Regions from separate parts of the Gossypium hirsutum genome. Here regions 1 and 2 are each linked to region 3. Evidence: chromatin contacts called from public Hi-C data. All regions are on one chromosome and are shown on one strand. The core of a region is the stretch at or near the end of the contact, and the rest is flanking DNA. Distances in the headings are between cores, read along the strand shown. Region 1 holds the start of LOC107948888 (protein SRG1). Region 2 holds the start of LOC107948911 (expansin-A6). Region 3 holds the start of LOC107899317 (probable WRKY transcription factor 49).

The links. Hi-C and Micro-C count contacts between places; a contact is called where the count stands out from the background.
Region 1: a Hi-C map of hypocotyl shows a contact between it and region 3, with 1.9 times the contacts expected there. The contact joins the promoter of LOC107948888 here to the promoter of LOC107899317 in region 3. A contact is called at or near these places in 4 of 34 Hi-C or Micro-C datasets (hypocotyl and leaf).
Region 2: a Hi-C map of leaf shows a contact between it and region 3, with 2.1 times the contacts expected there. The contact joins the promoter of LOC107948911 here to the promoter of LOC107899317 in region 3. A contact is called at or near these places in 4 of 34 Hi-C or Micro-C datasets (callus and leaf).

Annotation. Positions count from the first base shown.
Region 1 is chrA04:73,491,103-73,495,174 of Gossypium_hirsutum_v2.1, forward strand. LOC107948888 (protein SRG1) reads right to left here and starts at 2,739. Exons shown (of 4, transcript XM_016883546.2): 1 at 2,470-2,739; 2 at 2,104-2,351; 3 at 1,690-2,014; 4 at 1,123-1,604. The coding sequence starts at 2,739. The coding sequence ends at 1,353. LOC107948887 (hsp70 nucleotide exchange factor fes1) reads left to right here. Exons shown (of 6, transcript XM_016883545.2): 5 at 26-128; 6 at 340-1,087. The coding sequence ends at 853.
Region 2 is chrA04:73,175,324-73,179,407 of Gossypium_hirsutum_v2.1, forward strand. LOC107948911 (expansin-A6) reads right to left here and starts at 1,727. Exons shown (of 3, transcript XM_016883572.2): 1 at 1,487-1,727; 2 at 961-1,279; 3 at 1-481. The coding sequence starts at 1,652. The coding sequence ends at 172.
Region 3 is chrA04:73,341,652-73,345,609 of Gossypium_hirsutum_v2.1, forward strand. It overlaps LOC107899317 (probable WRKY transcription factor 49), which reads right to left and starts at 1,341. Exons shown (of 3, transcript XM_016824999.2): 1 at 814-1,341; 2 at 573-719; 3 at 1-442. The coding sequence starts at 1,067.

The DNA.
Region 1 (4,072 bases), core at 1,489-3,988, 150 kb after region 3:
TTTTTTTTTTGCAATTGGATTTCAGCCTTGATCCGCCACAACAAACCCGGTATTGCTGCATTTCGACTTGCAAATGGTTATGCAGCCTTGAGAGATGCTTTGGGAGCTGATAGTGTAAGATTTCAAAGGTAATCTTGGGATAGGTCTTTGCAGTCCGGGTCTGCATCATCTTTTTGCTGTTATTATGTTTCGGGGTTTCGTTCTAGGCTGTCTCCGACGTATGAGGAAATGATTTTTAGATATCAAATAAATTCCTATAGTTCAAAGATCACTTGTGTATTTTTTCTCTGGTTAGTTTCCCTACTCTGGTTTTCTCATTTAATTCTCTTTTTCTTCCAGGAAAGCCTTGAACTTGATTCAATATCTACTGCATGAAAATAATTCAGATTGCAATGTTGTAAACGAGCTGGGGCTCCCTCGTGTAATGTTGCATCTTGCCTCGAGTGAGGATGCAGAAGTAAGAGAAGCTGCTCTTCGTGGTCTCCTTGAGCTTGCCCGGGACAAGACAGGTGGGAGTAATGGTGGTTTAGGTGAAGAAGATGAGAAGCTGAAGCAAATTCTGGAGGAACGAATTAAAGGTATCAGCTTGATGTCTCCTGAAGACCTTGGGGCTGCTAGGGAGGAAAGGCAGCTTGTGGACTCCCTGTGGAGTACATGTTATAAGGAGCCTTCGTCCCTTCGAGAGAAGGGACTTTTATCACTTCCTGGTGAAGATGACCCTCCACCTGATGTTGCCAGCAAGCATTTTGAGCCTCCTCTCAGAGGTTGGGCTGCAGATCATACTGGCGATTCAAAGCCCAGTGTGAAAAAGCAAGAGGCTCCTCTATTATTAGGACCAAGCCCTCCAAACTGACGGAAACCAATATTCAAGGTACCAGTACAAAAAATCCAAACCGAATCTGAAAGGGGCTGGGAAATCTACACATATAGGCTGAAGCCGTAGGCTAGTTTATTTATCATATCCTGATAAAATTAGCACTAGATTTGTTTATTTTCACTCTGTTTGTCCTTATTGCACGCTGTTATATGCCTCTGGGTATGTATATTCTCCTTTGGCTTAATGGAAAAAATATTAGTGACATGTAAATACTCGTGTCTTTCTTATTTTTTTTGGTTGTTCATTCAAGTATGGGATAAATTCTAATTCTAGACCGTTTCTTTTTAATTAAGATATGGATACTTGAGGCAACAATAGCGGTGAAGTATCATTTGGTGAAATGAACAAAAACTGCTCTTTGATGGTTACTGTTATTGATCTTTTCTATAAAAATGGAACAGAAACTAAAGCGAGAGTTTGAATCTATGCATCTGGTGTGTGCCTTGGTCCTCAAAACTCCCCATATTTGACTTTCTTAACCTTCAATCTTAGCCATCTGGGTATGTGCTTTGCCCTCCATTTTTTTATTCATGGAGCTTCTCAAATACTCCCCATATCTCACTTTTTTATAAAGCTGCTGTTTTGTTTTTGAGTCGACCATGTGACTTGGGGGCTCAATCTCTACCTCATCGTGCGGAAACAGGAATGATGCATAAGAAATTCTTGCCTTACTATAATTTGCAACTGCTCTTTGCTCAACACTCTTGTACTTGCCATTACTCCATATCTGACACACAAGTAAAATAATAAAAAAGTCAGCTCAAATTTTGTCTTTGCTTACACCAACACCAATGAAAACATGTTTTATTTACCTCAAAGACATCGCCGACATTCACCACCAGTGCATCTGGGATTGGATTAACCGGAACCCACTCGTTGTTATTCTTAATCTGCAATCCACACACATCATCTTCCTGCATAAGTATGGTTATAGTGCTTGTGTCTGAATGTGGGCTAACACCTAGTACTTGGTCAGGTTTGGAGCAGGGAGGGTAGTAGTTCACTCGGTAAGCTTGCACCAATTGTTTATGCAGTCCAAGCAGAGCTTCCTTGTCCATTCCCATGATCAGAGAAAATGATTGAAAGAGCTCAGTTGCAACTTTTCGGATTGCATTTGAATATTCTTTTATGATTTCCCTATATGACAATATATTTGAATTAACATAGCGCAAATACAACTGGAAAATGCAAGTGCTATGATTCGGCCATATCATCTGAATACATACTGGATCCCTTTTGGTGAATTGGGCCAAAACTTGAGCTTCCTATAATGTGAGGGGTGAACCAAAAGTATGAGTGCATCCGACCAGTCCAGTATTTGATCTTCGGAAACGACATATGCATGCCCATACCCTTGTATGTCGTCTGAGGGCATGGCATACTTGTTTTTCTCTTCTAGTGAAAGCTTAAAAAACTCGGCTGCAGCATCCTTCATTTTCTGCGATACTTGCTTTGCAACTCCATGATTTACCACCTGCCAAAATTCCATCAATTGTAACTCTAAAAAGGCGGCCAACTTTTCTTTGTCATACTTGAAATATTGTTCATTTTTTACACCCTACCCTTCATATTCTTTCACTAACAATACATACCTGAAAGAAACCCCATTCTCGGCAAGCCAGATCCAGTTTGTTTAGCTCCTCATTGTTTCCCATTAACAGCAAAGACAAATCAATGACAGGAATAAATGAAGAAAGATATGACGTATCAGTATCTTTTGGCCTATCTTCCACTTTCCTAACATATCTTTGTGGAACCTGAAAAGGATCCTTCCTCACCAGCTCTTGAACATTAGGAACTGGAATTGATGGAGCATAAGTGGGTGCCTCTTCATTGTCTAGAAAGGTTCCATTTGAACCCATGGTTTCCCGTATTGTGGAGACCCTGGCACATTTTCTTCCTATTTATAGTCTACTGCTTAAGTTAGCCGCCCTTGCTAATTTTTTAACCGTTAGCTCTAGTGGATATTACTCTTCCCCTAAAAGAAAGATTCCTAATTAGATATTGTATTAACCCGAAATTTGGTTTTATTATAATGTAATTTACATGGATGGGATATTAGTTTACTAAGGCTTTCTCCCCCTATGCATTTGGGATCCGTTCGATAAAACGAAAATTTTCACCTCAAGATATCTGGAGTTATGGATATTAGACAATAGCTATACCATTTTAGTAGTTTAGGTCAGTTGTCATACTGAATTTGGGTTTTTCCGTTTTCTTCTTTTATGGACGGCAGAGGAGAATTATACATTGTTAAACACTACAACTTATGTACTTTTCGATGTGTCATTGTCAATAGAGGCAAGCCCCTTTCGAGCTCCAAGTGTTAATCTATTTGCTCCTTACTTAGAAACTGTTGGAACGTTGAGACACCCTATGTCGCAAAGGAAAAATAATTTCGGCGATAATAATTTATGAATATTCATGTACAAGAACGGATACGGGTTGAGAAAGATTGAAATTATATTCTAAACGCTCTAAAACTGCATTGGTATGGGGTTGATTCCTCTCACGATGTCACAACCCTTAGTTGCAATGAAAGAGTCCTAGCCTCTACGTTTCTACGTGATCCACCCGACAACTACGACCGGAAAAATCCCCTAAAAAACCTATTTCAAGAATTTTTGCTCAAAAATTGAAATCACACAAAGTTAGCTGTGTTTCTATTTTGACAAGTCCTTTTTGTTTCTATTCAAAACGACTTGAATGTAAGGATTAAAGATTAATATCCTTTCCTTTTATTCAAAAACATGTTTTGAATGCACACAATCACATATAACAATTATTAAAGGATTGCCATAAAATGATATTCTCTCTAAAAGAAGATGATTATTTGAAATCTCTTAAAATAATCATTAACTGAAAATCACTAGATATCTAATTGGTAATTTCGGGCTCAGCCACAAAGTTATTTCACTATAGTATTGTAGCTGGGCTCTCCCCAATTACATAACATTACAAAAGTTACTCGACCAGTGCTCATCCAATAATGTTATCATAAGTGTGTTACCCTCATATGATATTCTTAATCTCTTTAGGATAAATACATTCTTCCAATATAACCCTATTTTATTTCATGGTAATCATTACATCTTCCTTCATGAAAAGTAATTACTATCAAATAGTAATTAAGTCATCCATCATAAAGACAAATGACCCGTGACCACGTTTGCTTTTCATCTATCATGTAATACC
Region 2 (4,084 bases), core at 477-2,976, 170 kb before region 3:
CTTTGCTATCTATTTTTCTTTTCCGTAAAGTCCTACCCAAAAGCCCATTTTTACCCACCCGCCACTTCAAATTTTCCCGAGAAAATAAAGGAAAATTGAAGGGCAGGAAAGAGAAAGTTAAATTGAAGAAGTGGTAATAAAAATTAAAAGGGGAAAGAAGTGTGTTTAAAATCAAACACGGAAATTCTTTGCGGTGAAGGTTTGTCCGAACTGCCAATTAGCTGGTGCCACGTTCCAGGAGGTGGAGGTTCTTCTATCACTGCCCGTCACTCTAAACGAGAGTTGTTGGCCTACCAAAACGGCGTTGGACTGCCAGTTCTGACCCCAGTTACGGCTCATGCTCAACCAACCGGTGTTGGTTCCTTTCACGCTCACCTTCACAATATCCCCCGCACCCGCCACGTTGGTGACCAAAACCAAGTTGAAATAACGGAATCCGTTGATAGTGAATCTAATTCCACCTTGCTTTCGGCATGGCACTCTGTCAATCAATCAATAATTTAATAAGAAGGGTGTTTGTGGAAATTACATAAATTGAAAGCCCTTTTTTCCTGCATTAATGATGGTATGTCGTCAATTTTGTCGTTTAAGGAGGATGTCTGAATGGGCGGAAAATCTTGGTGATCCCCAAATTTACAGTACTGCCCTGGTAATCATTGGGAATCGAGAGAGGAGGGGTGTTTGGGTCATTCCAGGCGTCACAGGAAAACCGTTGGATCTAAGTGTGGGTAAAGGATATTAAATTCTGGATTGATTCTCAAAATCTCAACAGACCCCGAGATAATGAGGTCATAAAGGGCGATTCTTTTGAGGCCCTCCTTTTGCCTTTCCCAAGGAAGTACGTAAAAAGTTATTTTAATTAAAAACAATACTGTGTTTGGTTCCTAAATGTATACACATTTCACCACCCTTCTCTTCGTAAAAATACTAATAAATGGAAGAGTAATGAGGGAGACTGACCTGCGGAAGGAAACGGGGACAATACCAGCACGGTACTCGGCGATCTTAAGGAACATAGGCATGGCAAGGTCAAAGTGAGGGCGAGGAGGGTTACACCAGCCGCCATTATCACTTGGGAGAGCATAGTTAGGAGGGCAAAAGTTAGTAGCAGTAATAAAAATGGAAGGGTTGCCTGGGTGGCACCATCTTGGGTCATCCGTGCACTTGATCTCAAAGCAAGCTCCGCAGCTTAGCCCATTGTTGAAAATGGCTGTGCTTAATGCTGCAGTGTTCACGCCATACCCTTGGCTGTACAGATTCCCATACCCACATGCACCGCCTTAACAAACAAAAAAGGGAAACAATTGAAGGCATTTTAATGGACATGAAGAAAATAATGCAATGCAATAAAATAAAAAAAAAGAAGACGAAACAGAGATTTTGTTGGAAAATGCATGTTAACAAAATGGGTTATTTTTTTACCGCTTTGCACTAGAAGTAAAACAAAATATTAAATGTTATAAGATTAATAGAAAGAAAGAAATACCCATAGTTCCAGAAGCATCACTGCCACCATAAAAAGTAGCATGGGCAGATTCCCAAGAGCCACCAGTGTAAACTCCAGGGATTCTTGCATTCACCATGCCAAAAAGGCACATCAATGAAGCAAAGCATAGCAGTGTCAAGGAAGAAGAAGAAGCGTCAACAGCCATTGTTTTATTTAAAGAGGAAATTATGAGGTAAAAGAAAGAAAGGGTGATTCGTTAACTTTGGGGCGAATGGAAAGCGGGAAGAAAGTTGGGGGGGTACTTATTGAGGAACCGGAAGAGTGAAGAGTGGGGGCCCACAATAAATGAATGCAGTCCATTTCTCATTAACCCCATTTTTCTGCAATTAAAATTCAAACCTCACAACTTTTATTATTACTATTTAAGACATGTTTGGTTTTGTTCCTAAGACTCCGAAATTTGAAGGCCATGTGGCTCACACATGGGCAGTTCTTAATTTTGTTTTAGTCAAAGAGTGGTGCAAAAATTGAAGACCTAATTACCATAATTGGAATGCTTGCACATGCATCCTTCACGTAAGATGGTACTAGAAAGTTTAAGCTTTTTGATTTCACACATAAATCAGTTCTTTTTAGAAGAATCTTTAAAATAAGGTTTAATTATTCAGATTGAAACATTGAAATGCAACACTCATTTGCTTATGGAGAAAATAGCGGTGAAGGCTCAAGTAAAAAAGTCAATATCTCGGATAGGTGTCTCAAAGGTGTTGTTTGAAGAGATGTTTAAATAGGTGTTTGAACAAAAAGTAAATCAGTCCTAACAAGTTCAGAGACATATTAGGAGAATGGAGATAGTACAAGTGTGAAATCATAAATTAAACAAAAAAAAAAGTTAAACTAATACCTAATTATGTAGGTGATTCTTTTTTGTTCACACAACTATAAAAATTCTCAATTTAATCATTAAATTTTTTTCAAAATTTGATTTTGTAGTCTACTGTTAAATGGGTAATGAAAATCTAATAATTTTTAGATTTCTACGTGGGTAAGTAAAGTAGTTTATTGTTTCCTCTTCACTTGACTTAGCCGTCGTCGCCCTACTCCGGTGGCTATTCCTATCCATTTACTTCATTTTATTGAAGGAAAGTAATTCCTCCCATATTGTCACAACAAATATGCATTGGAAAGTAAGTAATGAACCACATAATTAAACATTTTCTATTACTATATTGATAATACAATTTCACAAATAAAGTAGGTGGGACTTTAAAGATGCTACCAATTGAATTCTAAACTTTCAATTTCCAATATTATAAAACATTTAATTGATTCATCAACATTCACAAAATTTATAAGAAATTACTGAATTATTTGAAATATATGCAAACTAATATATATTAAAGTATTGAAAATTGGCACTAGAAGATAAACAGAGGGGTTATTTGCAGCATAAACCCCTTCGTATTATTTATTTTTATAAGGCTTTCTACTTTCTTTTATTTACTAATCTAGCCCTTTCAATTTTATAGTTATTCTTAATTCAAAAATGACTTAATAATATTATTTACATTAATCAGTATATATTTTCACTTAATTATGAAACAAAATTGTCTTGTTTTTTCTCTGTTATTTATAAAAGGTTAATTTTATGACTGATTAATTAATTGAATTTTTTAATTATATTTAAATATTTAACTAATAAATATTAAAAATTATATTTTAATTTTAAATAAATATACATAATGCTCAATAAATATTAAAAATTATATTAGAATAAATAATAAGGGTGCGTTTGGTTCATCAAATCCTAGATTACGTTTAATAATAAAATTACAAGAATGTAAGATTATGTGTGCAATATAAGATTATCTTATTTAGTTTATTTAATTGAAACATAAGATCCATGTGTTTGGTTAATAAAATATAAAATTACCTAAAAATAAATTTTACTAATTTGTCCCTATTATAAAATTTTTATTTTTATAAGCTTAACATTTTTTAGCCTTAAATTTTTTATAAAATTATAATAACTTAAGAAATTTGTTTGCATTACACCTTGATTTTTTTTATATGAACCCAATTTAACAATGCTCTAAAGAACTTGGCTTGCTTTTAATATGAAAAGTGAGGTCATTAGCATCCAAGTTTTATGTTCAATTTAATGACTTCCCAACAAGTATAAAAAGATTGTGCTTTTTTTTTTAAACAATGTGCCTCTCTTTTTTAATTTGTTAATTTTTGTGGCAATTTAGATTTTGTTTGATAATATAAGTTATTAGTACTTATTTTTAGAATTTTTTTGTAAGATAAGAAAAGATAGAGGATTTTATTTTCAAAAAATAGGACCATATAAAAAAATCTAGTTAATTTAATAATTTCATAAAAGAAATAAATTCAAGTTATTAGTTTAACATGAAACACCAAAATGTGAGAGTACAGGATGGACGGAATGTTGAGAATCCAAACACTACAATCTCATTTCAAAATGTAACATTATGAGTCGCAATGTAAAATTCAGTCAACCAAACGTTAATATCATTTTAACATTATTCTATTAAAATTAAATACTTACATGACCTTATTCAAAATTGTGCATTTATAATAACACAAAAATAAATTAAATGTTATTATAAAACA
Region 3 (3,958 bases), core at 91-2,590:
GGGTGAAACAGGAGGGGAGCGAGTCTGTGAAGATGAACAAGAGGTGGAATTGGAGGAGATAATATTGTTGTGGAATGGATTCCTTATAATCCAAGGCACTACATCTTCAAGCAACCCTTCCGAAGCTACCTCTTGAGGGCAAGGGCAGCCTTCCAACGAGACAGCTGAGTTGATATTATTTGTTGTAGCTTCTTGGATTTGCATTGTTTGTGGAAGTCCAAAAGCCCGTGACTCATCAGATTCCGAAATGGCCTTCTTGGGCTTCTTGGTTGGTGCATTATTATCATGTTGAAAAGGCTGGTCATTGAGTGGTGGGAAATATGGGTCGACAAAGTGTAGGTGGAGCCCTTCATAGGTGATGATGAGTGTATCTGCCTCATCTCTGGACTTCTCTACCTGCTTCTTCGCGTTGCATCTTGGGTTCGTGCACTTGTAATAGCTCCTGTTTCATCCCAATTTAAAGGAAAACCCACTTACTTAATATGGAAACTTTCAGAACAATAACTAAGCAAGCAGATTTCTATTAGGTTGAGAGAGAGAGAGAGAGAGAGAGAGAGGAAAAAGACAGTGACCTTGGATTAGGGCTGTTTTTGATGGATTTTTGGCCATATTTCCTCCATTTATATCCATCATCAGCCATGCCATTGCCACAGCTTCTGACCTTTAGAGTATACTTACTCTCTATTTTACTCAAATTTCTTTCCAGCATTGATTTAATCCTGTCGAAAAACAAATATTTTGTTAATTTAATTAAGATCAAATGAAACATTAATCATTAGCTCAAAGAAAGATCCAAGGGAAGACCAAACTAACCTAGTGGTCTGCTGGGGTTGATCCTTCCAGTTTGACACTGATGATAAAGCATTCTCAATATCTTCGATCCTCGGCCCTGAATACACATTGGACAGACGTTGTTTACTGACCTCTTCTTCTGAAGTTATCGCTTTGGGCTGAATTGTACCTTGAGATAGGACAAAGAAAAGTGACTCCTCATCAAGAAGCTCTCTTACAAGTTCCTCTTGGGAGCCATCATCAACCCAATCATCCTTCTCACCACCTTCCTCCATTACAGAAGCCTTGCATCAAAAACTTTAAGTTTATCTAATTAAATACTTAGGAGAAGACTCCCAAAAGGATAATGCAATAATTAGCAAGTACAATATTTAGGGTGAAAAGAGGAGACTAGTGGAGCAGATGAACAAGGAAGTTTATGACGTTTAGGTTTTTGAGTGTGAGCCCTCTTGACTTTAAAGTAAGAGTTGCTAGGGTTAGGGTTTTATTTATGAAGATAAGTTGATGGCTTTTAAACATTTATAACTTGACTTTGTTAAAGAATATATTGTCTTTACTCTCCTCCTATTCAATATTTATTTCTATATAATAATAAAATATACTTTTTTAACTATATGGAAATGGAATTTTAAAAATAAAAATATAATCTTTCTCAAGTGTATACCATATTGGTGCTTATCTTGATGGGGGGTTTGATACAATAACTAAAAGTATCTTGACGAACTTGATGGATTATGTTTTATTTGAATCAACTCTGTTTTGCTCTTCATCTGTAGTATGTAAAACTACAAATTTAGTTGCAAACCAGTCATTATTAGCATGTAAAATGGAACAATAAAATTTGGCAATATTCAAGTCCCTTTTCAATGTTAATTCCTGCCATTAATTCCTGCCATAGAAGGTATGGCCCTGATTGTCTTTAAACTTACCGGATTCTGTGTTTTTTAATTGTGGATTTTGTCTTTATACGTTGTTTTCATGGGATGAATGCATCTAACGTGGACAAACCCATCGGACACTTGGACCCCTGTTACAACCAAAGCAAGGGTCAACCGCTAAAGAATAATAATATATAGTATACCTCTCCAAAATTATTTAAACCATAAGTTTATATCATTTGTACAAATGATTGAAGCCTTGAGCAGATATTGTTGGCATAATATTACTAAAATTAGCTCGATAGTGATGATTAACGACAACGTGGTGAAATATGCAAAACTGATGTAAAAGTAAGGAAGGGGTAAAAATAATATTAGAAGATGAGACGATTTAGGGGCAGGTTGCTTGAGAGTGAGGGAAGTTTTATCGGTATTGGGCATTGACTTTGTGAATCCTAGAAAACGAAAGGTGAGTTGAGACAAATTTGTTTTGATTGTCAGAGTGGGCTTAGGTTTAGCCGTTAGCTGCAACAAAGGCCAAAGGCGTGCCAAAGGTGGCTGCTGGTTGTCTCTAGTGTTGGTATGAGACCAAATCCATGTGGACGTTTTCTAAAAAGTCAACGCTGGGATCATTTTGGGGTTGTAATTTAGCGACGCCTGTAACGGGATTGGGGCCCTTGAACCCATATGCTCAAAAATAGAATCACGAGTGAAGAAAATGGAGCAGTTTGACCTGTCCCCGTCGTCTCCAACCAGGCAGAAAACAACATCATGTATGTTATTCATATTACGTACTAAACACGAGTTTATGGAATTTATTTTTTTAATTAAATTAAATTTGAAGTTAGGCCCAAGCAATGGTGAAGGTGGTAGAGCAAGGTTGTTGATGATACAAGAAGGCAGTTTAACTGCTACATAATGGTAGTAGATAAGAGTTAATAGCAAGTGGAATTTAGAGAAAAAGCCCAGGAGGTAATGGAATTTGGTACAACACTTCTTAGTAATCGCAGCCTTGGTAACTTGGGTGGTGAATTAATTAGTTGAAGAGAATAAAAGTCTATGTTCGGTACTGGATTTGGAAGTTTTAGCTTCTTATCTACTGCTGAAGTTCTTAAATGGACTTCTACAAATTTGGATAGATGTTCATGTCCAACTAAATTAATTTTTTAATTACTTTATTTCAAAAGAGGATTTGAAAGCAATAAACCCAAATGTTAGTCTTAAAATGTGTGCTTTTTTAAACACCAATACAATAATATCCCACAATTTACTTTTGAATATAATATATATATATATAATTGCTATTATGCTCATCAACATGTTTAATTAAGCAAATATGCTCATCTTAAAATGGTACGAAGGTTTTAGTCCCTTTTTCTCGAAATTTTAGGGACATAAATTGTTTTTAAGAAAAAACTTAAAAACACGTTTTTTTTTACATATTACATCCTCTTGTTAGACGGATAAATAATAGTGATTTCTTACTTGAATTCTAAGTTCAATTTCTTTTTTAATCATATTTGTATTTTTTTATTTCATGTCCAAGCTTTTTTATTTTTAATTAATAAATATATTGTTTTCCAAAAAAAAATTTAATTCATCTTTTTAATTAATAATTCTTTTATTTATATAAAAAAGTAATAAATATAAAAATATATATTATAGTTATCATTATATTAAATATAGTTTATTTTTAAAAACATCAACTAATTTTTTTTGATATATATTTTATATATAATATTTATATGTTAAATATTTATTTTCTCCGCCTACATTGTGGATATGATGATTACTAATATTATAAAATCAAATAATTATTTCAAATATCATTAATTTTAATGTACATTATGAGTATGGTAAATTCTAATATTATAAAATCGATTAATTATTTCAAATATCATTATTTTTAGTAAATATAATTTTTTATGTGAATTATTTGATAAATTATTATTGTTTTTAGATAAATTCATTAGAATTAAATAAATTTAAAATAAAAATATTGTTGTTTAAGCATGTAAAAACCATAATTTTTAAAATAATTACAAAAAAATATTTCTCGATTTTAGGATCACCTTTCATATAACATAGACAATTATGTTAACTTATAAGCGATTCTGTAAAACATAACTTAGCTGATTCTATTTTTTTTTAATATATTTTTCCTACTCTTAATTGATTTTAAAAAATATTGCTAGTTTTATGATTGACACATAATGAACTTTCTCCTAATTTGATGCATTGATATGCTCTTCTTAGATTAAGTACAAATTTTTCATGTCGCTTAAGGA